Linked DNA regions of Macaca mulatta: region 1 is linked to region 2. Evidence: chromatin contacts called from public Hi-C data. All regions are on one chromosome and are shown on one strand. Each heading gives the region's core, a stretch centred on a gene start, on an enhancer-like site or on the middle of the called end of the contact. The rest is flanking DNA. Distances are from core to core; before and after follow the strand shown.

Region 1 (5,776 bases), core at 2,284-4,783, 140 kb before region 2:
ATTAGCCAGGTGTGGTGGTACACGCCTGTAAGTCCCAGCGACTCAGGAGGCTGAGGCAGGAGAATTACTCAAACCCGGGAGGCTGCAGTGGGCCGACAATGCACCACTGCACTCCAGCCTGGGTGACAGAGCGAGACTCCATCACACAAAGAAAAAAAAAAAAAAAAAGCCATGAAAGTTAATTACCCTCCCTGAACCCATTAAGTGGTGAAAGATTAATAATATAAAGCTCAGTGCCTGCTATATAGTAACTGCTCAATAAATGTTCAGCTCTTACGACCATTCATATTATTAATTCAACACCAGTTCCTATTTCAGCTGCTTTCTTTTATAACATGGAATCTCTTCCCCCTATTTTCCACATCTTAGAAATCATATTGGAAAACCTCCTACCTTCAAAATTTTCAAAAGACTTTTCCACTAAAATACTAATGTGACTAAATATTTAGATCTGGAGAAGTCGGTCTTTATCTGAATGATGTTTTAATGAACTGTTCAAACCTGTGAATGTTCTCTGAAATATATCAGTATACTGATTTATCATTTTCATTATAGACCAGCATGTAGCAAATTCATAACCTATACCTTTTTATTATGAGGATTTTCTAGACTGATACACACCTTTAAGACATGAATCATCCTTCTAGAGTTGGGGAAACTGATGGGAAAATGGCTAAATGATTCAGCATGCTGCAGCAAAGTGAGCTGGTCATAAATTTACAATTTCCACTTCTGTTAGGTGCCCTGGCCCTGGTGGCCTCTTTCATCTTGTACTGCACATATAACATATAATACTGTAATCAACAAATTTTGTTAAACATTCCCTTGGGAAAGGCATAATGGTACTTTCTCCTCAGATCAGCTTCTAGAAACAAAATTATTCAATTCTATGAGACAACAGGTTCAGAAGGCTAGACCAACTCTTACAACGTCCAGTTGTAAGCTCCACCAAGCTTGACTTATGCAGATAACAGGGCGAGAGTGAATTCTGACACTGGTACCACTTTCTCAGCTGCACAAAGGAGATAGTAGGGAAAAGACCTCAGGCCAAAAAAACCCAGAAGATGAGCAAAGGAAGCCAGCTGAGGAAATGGTTATGGCCATACCTGTGTCTCTCATGCCAACACTGACCTTTACCAAAAACATCACAATAGAACAGAAGATCCTAAGCAGGTCAAGAGAACTAAATAGCAACTGCTGAACATACACTCATATAGCCTGACTTATGAGGAGCCTCACCACCCAAAGCAGGTGAAAGCCTTTTTCTTTTCTAAGTGCCTCTGTTTATCCTTCAATGACGAAAGATTTACTGTTAATTAAGGTATTTCAGAAATGTACAGATTCCAGAGTAGAATAAAGCCTTTTCCATCAAATAACCAGTTACAAAAACAACATTAAGAATTAAATGTTTCCATCTAAAATTGCACCATCTCAGATGCTGGGGAAGTACATCCATTTTGTGACCATAGCATAGTCATCTCACCCAGCATTTTCTGAGAATGGGACAAAATGTACCAGAATGTGTAAAATGAAATTGCCATAGCTATTAAGTCCAATTTCCTCATTCAGTATCTTGAATTCATTTGTTTGGTATGGTAACATACACACATACACACACTCTCTCACAAAAAAAATCCTCAGGAGCAACACTGAAAAAGATGATACTATCTTAGAATTATCTGAAATGTATTTAGGAAAGAACTAGGGTGACAAGTTTGACCTTCCATAAATTCATCTTTTTTTTTTTTGACTGTGCAACCTCTAATTTCCTCTAATTTGGAGAAGGGAGGGTGGGTGGAGAAAGAAAAAAAGGTGCAAAACATCTAATTCAGAGTGTACAATCTGTGTGTGTGTGTGTATATACACATAATGTGTGTGTGTGTATTTTTCCCCCTTCACCAAGACCTTGGAGTTAAATAAGAGGAAAAAATGGCTCACAAGACAAGGTTTCAGGACTAACCCAAGGGAACACCTCCACAGCTGGAGAATTTCAGCTCAGGGGCAACCTGGCTGGGAATATCAGAGGCCGCAGCATTATCGACCAAGAGCACAGGCCGCACCACCAGCATCCCAGGCGCCTCTGCCGTGCGCATGTCCCTCTTATATAAAGAGATGCTTACAGTCCAGGTGCTTTTTCTTGGGGCCCATCACTTCATGAGTAGTGGCTTTGCAGACCGCTCTCGCTACAGCAGAGCCTGTCACGCTGTACTGAGCGGCGGCGATCCGATCCGTGAGCGTTTGGCCCGACATCTTCTCTGGTCGCGTCTACCACCTCCTCTTCTGCAGGAAACAAGGGGAGACGGTCCGGCTTTAATCCGCAGACCCTCCCCTCCAAGCACCCAGGCCTTGCCTCCTCCAGCCGCGCGGCGGCTCTCTCCTCCTCCATCCCCACCCTGGCACCACCTCTTGGAGCCAGCAACGCGCCAAGCCCCGCTCCTGCGATGCGGTCCAGGGAGTCTTGGCCGTGAGTGGGGCAGTCACGGAACCCCAGCGTGGGCTCCAGTCTCAGCATCGTGACACCGTCCCCATTCTCCCCCAACCCCCACACAGGACCAGACTCGCCCCCTGGGGACCCCCCTGTCAATCAGCACTTTCCCCGCAACCTGACACGCGGGTGCTGCGCTAGCCACGACGTGCGTCCGGGTTATTCCCTGGGCGCCGCACCCACCGGTGCCCACCTCCCACCTTCGCAGACTTTCCTCCTAGCAGCCTGCAGGCTTCGGGGAATGCATCGGCTACCCAACCCCTGGCTGCCTCCCTCCTCCTCCTCGCGCTGCTGCAGCAAAGGGCTCGTCCTCCCTCAGTCGCGAAGGAGATTATCCTAGCATTGCGCCATGTTATGCCCTCGCTTCCCCTTCCTTCCCCGCCGCCGGCTCCAAAGCCTCGCCGAGGCCGATAGCCCGGGCCCCTTCCCCCCCGGTCTCCAAATTCCTGCCGCAGGGGCCGCCCGGGAGCGCTGCGGAGGCGCCGGAGTCTTGGGGCACCTCACCCTTCCCGGATTTGGAGCGGAGCCGGGCTGACAGCGCAGCCCAGCCCCCCCGCCCGCCCTGGAGCGCTCCGCGGAGCTGTCACCCGGCCGCTGCCCTTCTCCGTACCCTGGGATTATCCTCTGTGGATCCCCGCGCGGCCCTGGCGCGGGGAGGGGGCCGAGTACGGCCGCGGGTACTCACCCCGCCCCTGAGCGGCGCCGCCCGCCGCAGGATGAGCGGAGCCCGGGCAGCTGAGGGAAGCCGCGCTGGTGGGTGTGTGCGACCGCGCGCAGACCCGGTGCCCCTGGGCGCAAAGTCTCCAGCCCTGGCCGGGCCCCGCTCCTCAGCTCCGCGGTCCCGACACCCGCCGCCCCTGGCCCCAGAAGCCAGTACCCGCCCGCCGCCGCCTCTTCTGCAAGCGCCGCCGCGTCTCTCTAGCGCTCCAAGCTGCGTCCCCATCCCCGCCCCCACCTCAGCTGTGGCTCCTCCGACGAGTCAGGTGACGGCGGCGGACAAACCCGGACGAGCCCTCGGCGGAGTGCCTCGCGGCCCCCTCCCAGCTACTCACACACACCGCCCCCCGGGGCTGGGAGCTTAAAGGCGAGGGGGCGCCTCGCGCAAGCATCCCCGGCAAGCGGGAGGGGAGAAGAAGGAGGCGGGGAGGCGAGGAGGCCGACACCCACCCAGCTCGCCGCTCTCCGCTGGGCTCCTGGCCGCCCCGCCGATGCTGGCTCCGCACCCGGCACGCACTGGGAGCGCGCACCGCGCACACCTGCCCGCCTACTGCTGGGGGCGCCCTGGGCGGTGGGGGCGTTGGCCAAGCCAGGCGAGTGGGCTTCTCGGGTTCTACTCGGTGAAGGCCAAGGCAAGGGCGTCGTCGCGCGCTGCCTGGCGAAGCCCAGCCCCTTCTCCCCCACACTGTCGCTGACACGCCCGCCTGTCAAAGGCGCCCAGGCCCAGATGAGCAGGGTGATTTTAAATGTCAGATCCTGCCGGCCATCCGCGACCGTTACCTGTGCGTCTTCAGCTCCTCAGGCTCCTCCGCTTGTCTCAGTTACAACTGGGAGCCCGGGTGGGCCGGTAATTCTAGCCACTTTAGTCTTAAAGGGATACTGAGGTCTGCTGAAGGGCGAATAATTAACAGCCATTAATCGAGTCCCAGGTTACCTTCGACAGTAATCATTTGAGTGCATAAGGATAAACCCTTCGTACCCTTTAAAAGTAATTCTGCCAGTTGAATATAGTGTTGGAACATCCGTCAATTGAATATCAAGTGTATACTTGAATAGTAAGCAGGAATTTCTAAACAGGGATGTGGAGTTGGTTAATAGCTTCACATGTTGACATTTTCAAAGGTTGTTATTTATGTTCAACTTTTTTTTTTTAATTCTCACAGTAGCATGAAGATCAAAACTATATTTGTGAACTTTCCTGGCATTTTTCCCCCTGGCTTCTGGTGGCTTCTGCTCAGCCTTGAAGCCATGTATGGATACCTATCAATCTCAAGGTTTTGTTATATATTCCTCTCTTTCACCTGGTTCAGTGTTCAGTATGCAGTCATGATTTCCTGACTGTTGAGAATGATTCTAGCACTAATTGGAAGCTTAATGACTAAAGAGAGACAGCTTAAGAGCACCATTGTCTCAAATACTAGTTTTACTGTATTTACGGGGGAAATAACGCAATTCTATTTAAAAAACAACAACAACAACAACAAAAAACTTATACTCCAGTTTTATAGCAGCTTAATATAATGGTCCCAGACTGGAGGAAAGCCAAATGTTATTCTACTAGCAAATGAATAAACAAGACATGGTATATCCACATAATGGAATACTACTTAGCAATAACAAGAAACAAACTAATACCATTCATGAATCTCAAATGCATTAGATGAAAGGAAAGAAGCTCAATCAAAAAATCTACTTATTATTTTGATTTCATTTATGTGACATTCTGGAAAAATCAAAACTATAGAAACAGAAAACATACCAGGTGCCAAGTCAGGTGATGGTGGCATTGAGGGAGGGGCCTGCAAAGGGGTAGAAGGAAACTTTTTGGAGAGATGGAAGTATTTTGTATCATGACGGTGATGATTATACAACTGCATGTATTTCTCAAAACTCATCAATTTGTACACTTAAAATTGATGCATTTTGTTGTATTTTAATTATACCTCAATATAATCTGATAGAGTTGGAGTGGCGATATTAATATCAAAGTAAGTTTTACAATAAGCAATATTAATAGCAATAAACAGGCACATTTCTTTTTTTTTTCTTTTTTTGTTTTTTCTTTTTTTTTTTTTTTTTTTTGAGACGGAGTCTGACTCTGTGGCTCAGACTGGAGTGCAGTGGCCGGATCTCAGCTCACTGCAAGCTCCGCCTCCTGGGTTCACGCCATTCTCCTGCCTCAGCCTCCCGAGTAGCTGGGACTACAGGCGCCCGCCACCTCGCCCGGCTAGTTTTTTGTATTTTTTTTTTTTTAGTAGAGACGGGGTTTCACCGTGTTAGCCAGGATGGTCTTGATCTTGTGACCTCGTGATCCGCCCGTCTCGGCCTCCCAAAGTGCTGGGATTACAGGCTTGAGCCACCGCGCCCGCCCAGCAGGCACATTTCATAATGAAAAATTCATTAAGAGCATGGAACAATTCTACATGTTTATATAGCTAAGAACAGAGCTTCAAAATAGGATGAAGCAAAACCTAATAGCATTAAAAGGAGAAGTAGGCAAATCTACAATTATACTTGAGGATTTCAGAACTTTTCTCTGTGTAATAAATAGGACAAGTAGACAGGAAACCTGTA
Region 2 (5,688 bases), core at 2,302-4,801:
TCCTTCTCAGGGACCATCATTTAGTACCCTTTTGCCAGAGTATGCTTTCTTTCTCACATATTATAGTCATGCAAAGAGCCAAATATTAATAAATAATAATAATAAATAAATAATAAAAATAAAAAAGCATGTTAGGCCCACAAGCATCATGTATAAGGTAAATTTATAATACTTTCTCTTAGTAAAATATAAAGTTTGGTGGCACAGAGGTCTGTTAGAAGGCAGCTCCATAAAAATATAAGAATTTTGTCAGTTTTGTGCATTTAACATATCCCAAGATCCTAAAATCGTGCCTGGCACATAGTAGGTGTTCAGTAATACTTGTTAAATAAATGAAGTTTTAAAAAATGCTTGTCCTAATGAACTATTAAGTTTGATCCACCTCATTGGTGTGTTATGAAAAGTGTGTTGATATGTTACATAAAATACATTTTAAAAATGTACTAGTGGAACTCAATATACAATTCTAAAGTAAATTTAAACTGTAAAATGAGTAAGTTATACTTCAGATTATGTTATTTTATGATGCTGTATTTCTTTATATTTACCTTACAGAGCTTTACATCCTCATATTGCGCACAGTTTGGATAAGAAGTATATATCTATGTTCTAAAATAAATATAATGTGGCTGAAAATTGTACTGGCTTTCTCTTCTTTAGGTATAGCTTATAGTTAATATCCTCCTTAATGATTTAGCTAAGAAATTCCATCTTTGAAGGAAATGATAAACAATGCAAAAAAAAAAAGCTAAAAGAAAAATAGCATATTGATCTCGGCCTCATGAAAATCAGCTTCAAGATCTCTATAAACAGGCAGCATACATTAAATTAACATATAAACGGTAGGTTTAAGATCTTTCTAATAATTCATATTTCTATTTCTCAGTTGACTTAAATTTGATCAAGTAAAACTCTGGCCATATTTTTATTAATTGGCTCTCCTTTTTTCCAGTAATGCATTTTTTTTCACAATTTTAAGAAAACTGATATTCTCTCAGATTCATGTCTCATCATTACAGTAGATCCCTCCTTCTCCATGCCAGAAGTAGTCACCTTGATTAAACTTGTTTCCTGGGAGTTCCCAGACCTGGATTATGGTCATCACTGATTCAAACACTCCATTCTTACGAGGATTCTCTTCAGGGCTATTGCTCTCATTTTTTCCTTCCTCTTTGGAGACCATGAACCATCATCCAGCCCCTGTCTCTCCAGAAGCATCTCCTCTCCTGACTGCTCTCTTCTTTTTATAAGCATACTTTTGTCTTTGCACCCTAAAAACAAGATCCCTTAATGGACCCAACATTCTCTATTTTTCCTCTCAAAAGAGTTGCTCAACTCACTGTTTTGACTTCTTCTTCACCTCTAATCTACAACTCAACTTACTGTAAAAAAAAAAAAAAAAAAAAAAAGGTTCTGTCCCTATATAGTCAAATGATACTGTTCTAAAGTCACTTATAATCCCTTATAAGGGGTTATATTGCCAAATCCAATTAACACTTGTCCTTATCTTATGTGACCTCTTGGTAGCCCTGACTGCGTTGGACCTCTCCTGCCTTATTGGAGTTCTTTCATCCCATGTTTCCACCACACCTGCTTTACTGAAACACTTTCGCACCTTGCTTTACTGAAACACTCTCTCATCTCTTCTCTCTTCCTCCCCTTCTTCTTCTTCTTCTTCTTCTTCTTCTTCTTCTTCTTCTTCTTCTTCTTCTTCTTCCTCTTCCTCTTCCTCTTCTTCTTTTTCTTTCCTCTCTTTCTTTCTCCTCTCTTTCTCTCCCTCTTCCTTCCTTCCTTCTCTCTCTCTTTTTTTTCTTTCCTTCCAGAGTCTTGCTTTGTCACCCCACTGCAGCCCCAACTTCCTGTGCTCAAGTTATCCTCTGCCCTCAGCTCCCTGAGTAGCTTGAACTACAGGCATGAACCACCATGCCTGACTGATTTTTTACATTTTGTTTTATAGAGATGGGCTCTCATTATGTTGCCCAGGCTGGTCTTGAACTCCTGAGCTCAAGCAATCCTTCCATCTTGGTCTCCTAAAGTGCCAGGATTACAGGAGTGAGCCACTGTGACTGGCCTACTGATGCACTTTCTACCAGCTTCACCACTCCTTTTCAGTGAGATGGGGTTTTTTTGTTCGTTTGTTTTATTTTGCATATCTTCTCACCTTACAATCAAATGTTGATCTCTAGGCTACTGTCCTTGGTCCTGGACTCAACCTACACAATTTCCCTGGGAAAACAAATCAATTCCTATTGTTTTAATGGCCATTTTTTTGCTGATGACTCTCACATTTAAATCGTTAGCCTTCAATTCTCTACTAAACTCCAGACCTCATGTCTCCGGTTGTCCCCTGAATATCTTCTCCACCTACATGTTACTGAGCCTTCCAAAGTCTTAGATCTATTCTCAGTTCTTCTCCTTGGGATGACTGTATTTTACATGTAGGAAGGAAGATGAACTGAATATTTAGTAGCCAGAAGGGCAGATGATGGCACTCCTATATGTTGTTTATTTCTGTTTCTCCTCTTTCTGAACACATGGTAGAATTGCATTTCCTTGCTTTTTGAAACTGGTGTGTCATGTGACTAGTTTTAGCCAGTGAAATGTGTGTCCCTTCTAGGCAGAAACCTCTGAAACCTTGTACTCAAATAATTTTATTCTTTTCTCCTTGTACATTCCAGAGGGAAGAGGCTCCACCAGCTTACATCCTTAAGTGAAGATGATGTAGAGCCGACCTCACACCAACCAAAAATGGATATAGGGCATGAGTGAAAAATAAGCCTTTGCTATTTCAAGCCTGTGAGATTTTGGAGTTATTTGTTACCACCAAATAGCCCAGCACATCTGACTGATTTAAGATTCAAAACCAAACTCATTATTTTTTTCCTGCACATCATGAACAGAATAAAACAACACAAGAGAACCTCACCTGCTCTTTATCCTATGCTCCCTGTTTTCTGTGTCTGTGTTTGAGCCATCACCATTTACTCACTTAACCGGGCTAGAAACCTGGGAATATATCCAGACTCCACTTTCAAGTCCACCTACATTTTATGACTCAAGTAATTCTTCAGGTTCTATTTCCTAAGTATCCTTCAAATCCATTGCTTCATCTCCATTCTTAGTGCACATCTTACTATCTCTTGCCCAGACTATTACAGTGGCTGTTTAAATGGACTCCCTGTCTCTAGACTTTCCTAAATCCATTTTCCATATGACTGCCAGAGTGATTTTTATAAAATGCCATTCCACTTTCCTGCTTAAAATCTTTCATCAGTGCTTACAGAATAAAGTCAAAATGACTTAGCATAGCATTTTAGGCTCTTGATAGTCCAAACCCTTTCTATCTCTTCAGCATCTCTGCTCCAGAGATATCCAGTTCCTTTTCCTCCCACTCCTGAACAACCCAGACAATACCATTCTTTGATTAATCCTTCCAAAAATATCAACTTAGATTTGATTTACTCTAAGAAGGCTTTCCTGGTTATGCCAAACAGACTTAATTTCCTCCCACCTATCTGCCTAAAATGAGCTTTTACTATTGAATGTGTCACTTTAATTTTTTTTTTTTTTTTTTTTTTTTTGCTTATGTGTTTATTGTAGTGGCCAGAGTTTGTAATAATTGTAGTCTTCTCAAGGTTAGGAGGAATACCTTACTGTCCTTATCTGGAAAGCACAGTAGTTAGCACATTACAGCCACCTCAAAAAGATTTTTTTTATTTTTTATTTTTATTTTAAGTTCTGTGGTACATGTGCAAGATGTGCAGGTTTGTTACATAGGTAAACATGTGCCATGGTGATTTGCTGCATCTATCAACCCATCACCTAAGTATTAAGCCCAGCATGCATTAGTTATTTTTGCTAATCCTCTCTCTCCTCCCACCCCAACCACTGACGGGCCCAGTGTGTGTTTTCTCCCTGCCTGTGTCCAGGTGTTCTCATTATTCAGCTCCCACTTCCAAGTGAGAACATGCAGTAGTTTGGTTTTATGTTCCTGCATTAGTTTGCTGAGGATAATGGCTTCCAGCTTCATCCATGTCCTTGAAAAGGACATGATTTTGTTCCTTTTTATGGCTGCATAGTATTTCGTGTTGTGTATGTACCACATTTTGTTTATCCAGTCTATTACTGATGGGCATTTGGGTTGATTCCCTATGTTTGCTATCGCAAATAGTGCTGCAATGAACACATGCATACAAACATTATGCATGCATCTTCGTAAAATAATGATTGATATTCCTTTGGGTATATACCCAGCAATGGGATTGCTAGGTCAAATGGTATTTCTGGTTCCAGGTCTTCGAGGAATCACCACACCATCTTCCACAATGATTGAACTAATTTACATTATGGAAGGGAAATAATAAGACATTTTATCAGAAAGGTTAACATCTGTTAAGGCCTTATATTTTTTACAGAGCTTAAAATCTGTTGAAGGCTTACTATATGTCAGGCACTGCAAAATGCATTCTATAAGCTTTATTTTATTTAGCCTAACAATAGCTGTACGGGATGGAGACATGCGTTAGGTGTCTATCCTTACCGATTTTCTTATCAGAAGCAACCCAAATCTCACCTTCCTGGCAGATAGATCATTATAGGCTCTTAGCTATTATTATAACTAAATTATTTTCCTATGCAGTAGCTGAATGAAGAGCAGAGACAACTATAGTTTACAATCAAGATTTTTGTCTAAACTTTTAAGAGAAAGTCCAGTTTCATTATTTAAAACATTTTGAAAAAAATCATAACATTTATATATCATCTTTCCCTCGATGCATAACACTTTTTACAAAGTTTAGTGGTAGATAAGTGAGGGGTAACTCAAATCAGAGAAACAGGGGTGCAGACATTTGATTAACTTGTCTCACATCATAACTTTTCAAGATTTCATTATCATTCCACAACACCTGCCCTCAAAAAAGAATTCTGTAATTACCATTGAGTGACAAAATACCAAGTAGTGATAGAGGTGTATAGACGAACTCAAAAGTCATTGTAGAAGGATACTGATAAAATATTGGGAAAAATCACAAAAGACACGAGAAGATAATTTAGAGTTATATGCGCAAATCACATGACTCCAGTCTCTGGCTCTCTTAGCCAGAACACTGAATCTTTTACAATTTACCTCTTGTTGCCAATAATTTTCTATTATCGTCAGATAATAATAGGCTGACGTATGAACCTAGTTTATCAACACATTTTTTTTAAAAACTGACATTCCTTTCTTAAGGAGTCCATCCATTCACCCAATTAAAAAAAAATTGTTCCAGGAAGAGGAATTAAGTTCATTCCTTTGAATTCTAGTCTGCATCCCAGCTTTTAGAACAGGGGATGCAGAACCAGTTGATTTGCCACAGGTCAAGCAAGTCCTGAGTTTCCAGTGAATCAAGCAATTAACCAGTTACTTGGCCTTTTTGCAGAAATACACAAAACGTGTAGACTCGCTTAATTCCGTCTCCTCTTCACACGGAAATTGGCTGCTCGGGCGAATGTTGTTTTTCACCGCAGCCATGTGTCGAAGGGCGATTAACATTCGCTCGACAAAACCCCATCCCGGGCCATCTGGAAGTTGCACGCGTTCACACCCGGGGCTCAGCCTGGTGCGCCTTCACGCGCAGCCTTTTTGTTTATGCGGTTAGCAGGGGAGAGGGGCGGAGAGGGAGCGAACCTCTCAATGTGCAGCAG

What was found. Hi-C and Micro-C count contacts between places; a contact is called where the count stands out from the background.
Region 1: a Hi-C map of fetal cortex germinal zone shows a contact between it and region 2, with 2.3 times the contacts expected there. The contact joins the promoter of SNAP91 here to the promoter of RIPPLY2 in region 2. A contact is called at or near these places in 2 of 14 Hi-C or Micro-C datasets (fetal cortex germinal zone and fetal cortical plate).

The regions. Positions count from the first base shown.
Region 1 is chr4:102,118,085-102,123,860 of T2T-MMU8v2.0, reverse strand. It overlaps SNAP91 (synaptosome associated protein 91), which reads right to left and starts at 3,533. Exons shown (of 30, transcript NM_001266001.2): 1 at 3,441-3,533; 2 at 2,121-2,280. The coding sequence starts at 2,250. It overlaps LOC144340325 (a long non-coding RNA gene), which reads left to right and starts at 3,769. Exons shown (of 3, transcript XR_013416310.1): 1 at 3,769-4,049.
Region 2 is chr4:101,977,854-101,983,541 of T2T-MMU8v2.0, reverse strand. It overlaps RIPPLY2 (ripply transcriptional repressor 2), which reads left to right and starts at 3,551. Exons shown (of 3, transcript XM_077999712.1): 1 at 3,551-5,688. The coding sequence starts at 5,633.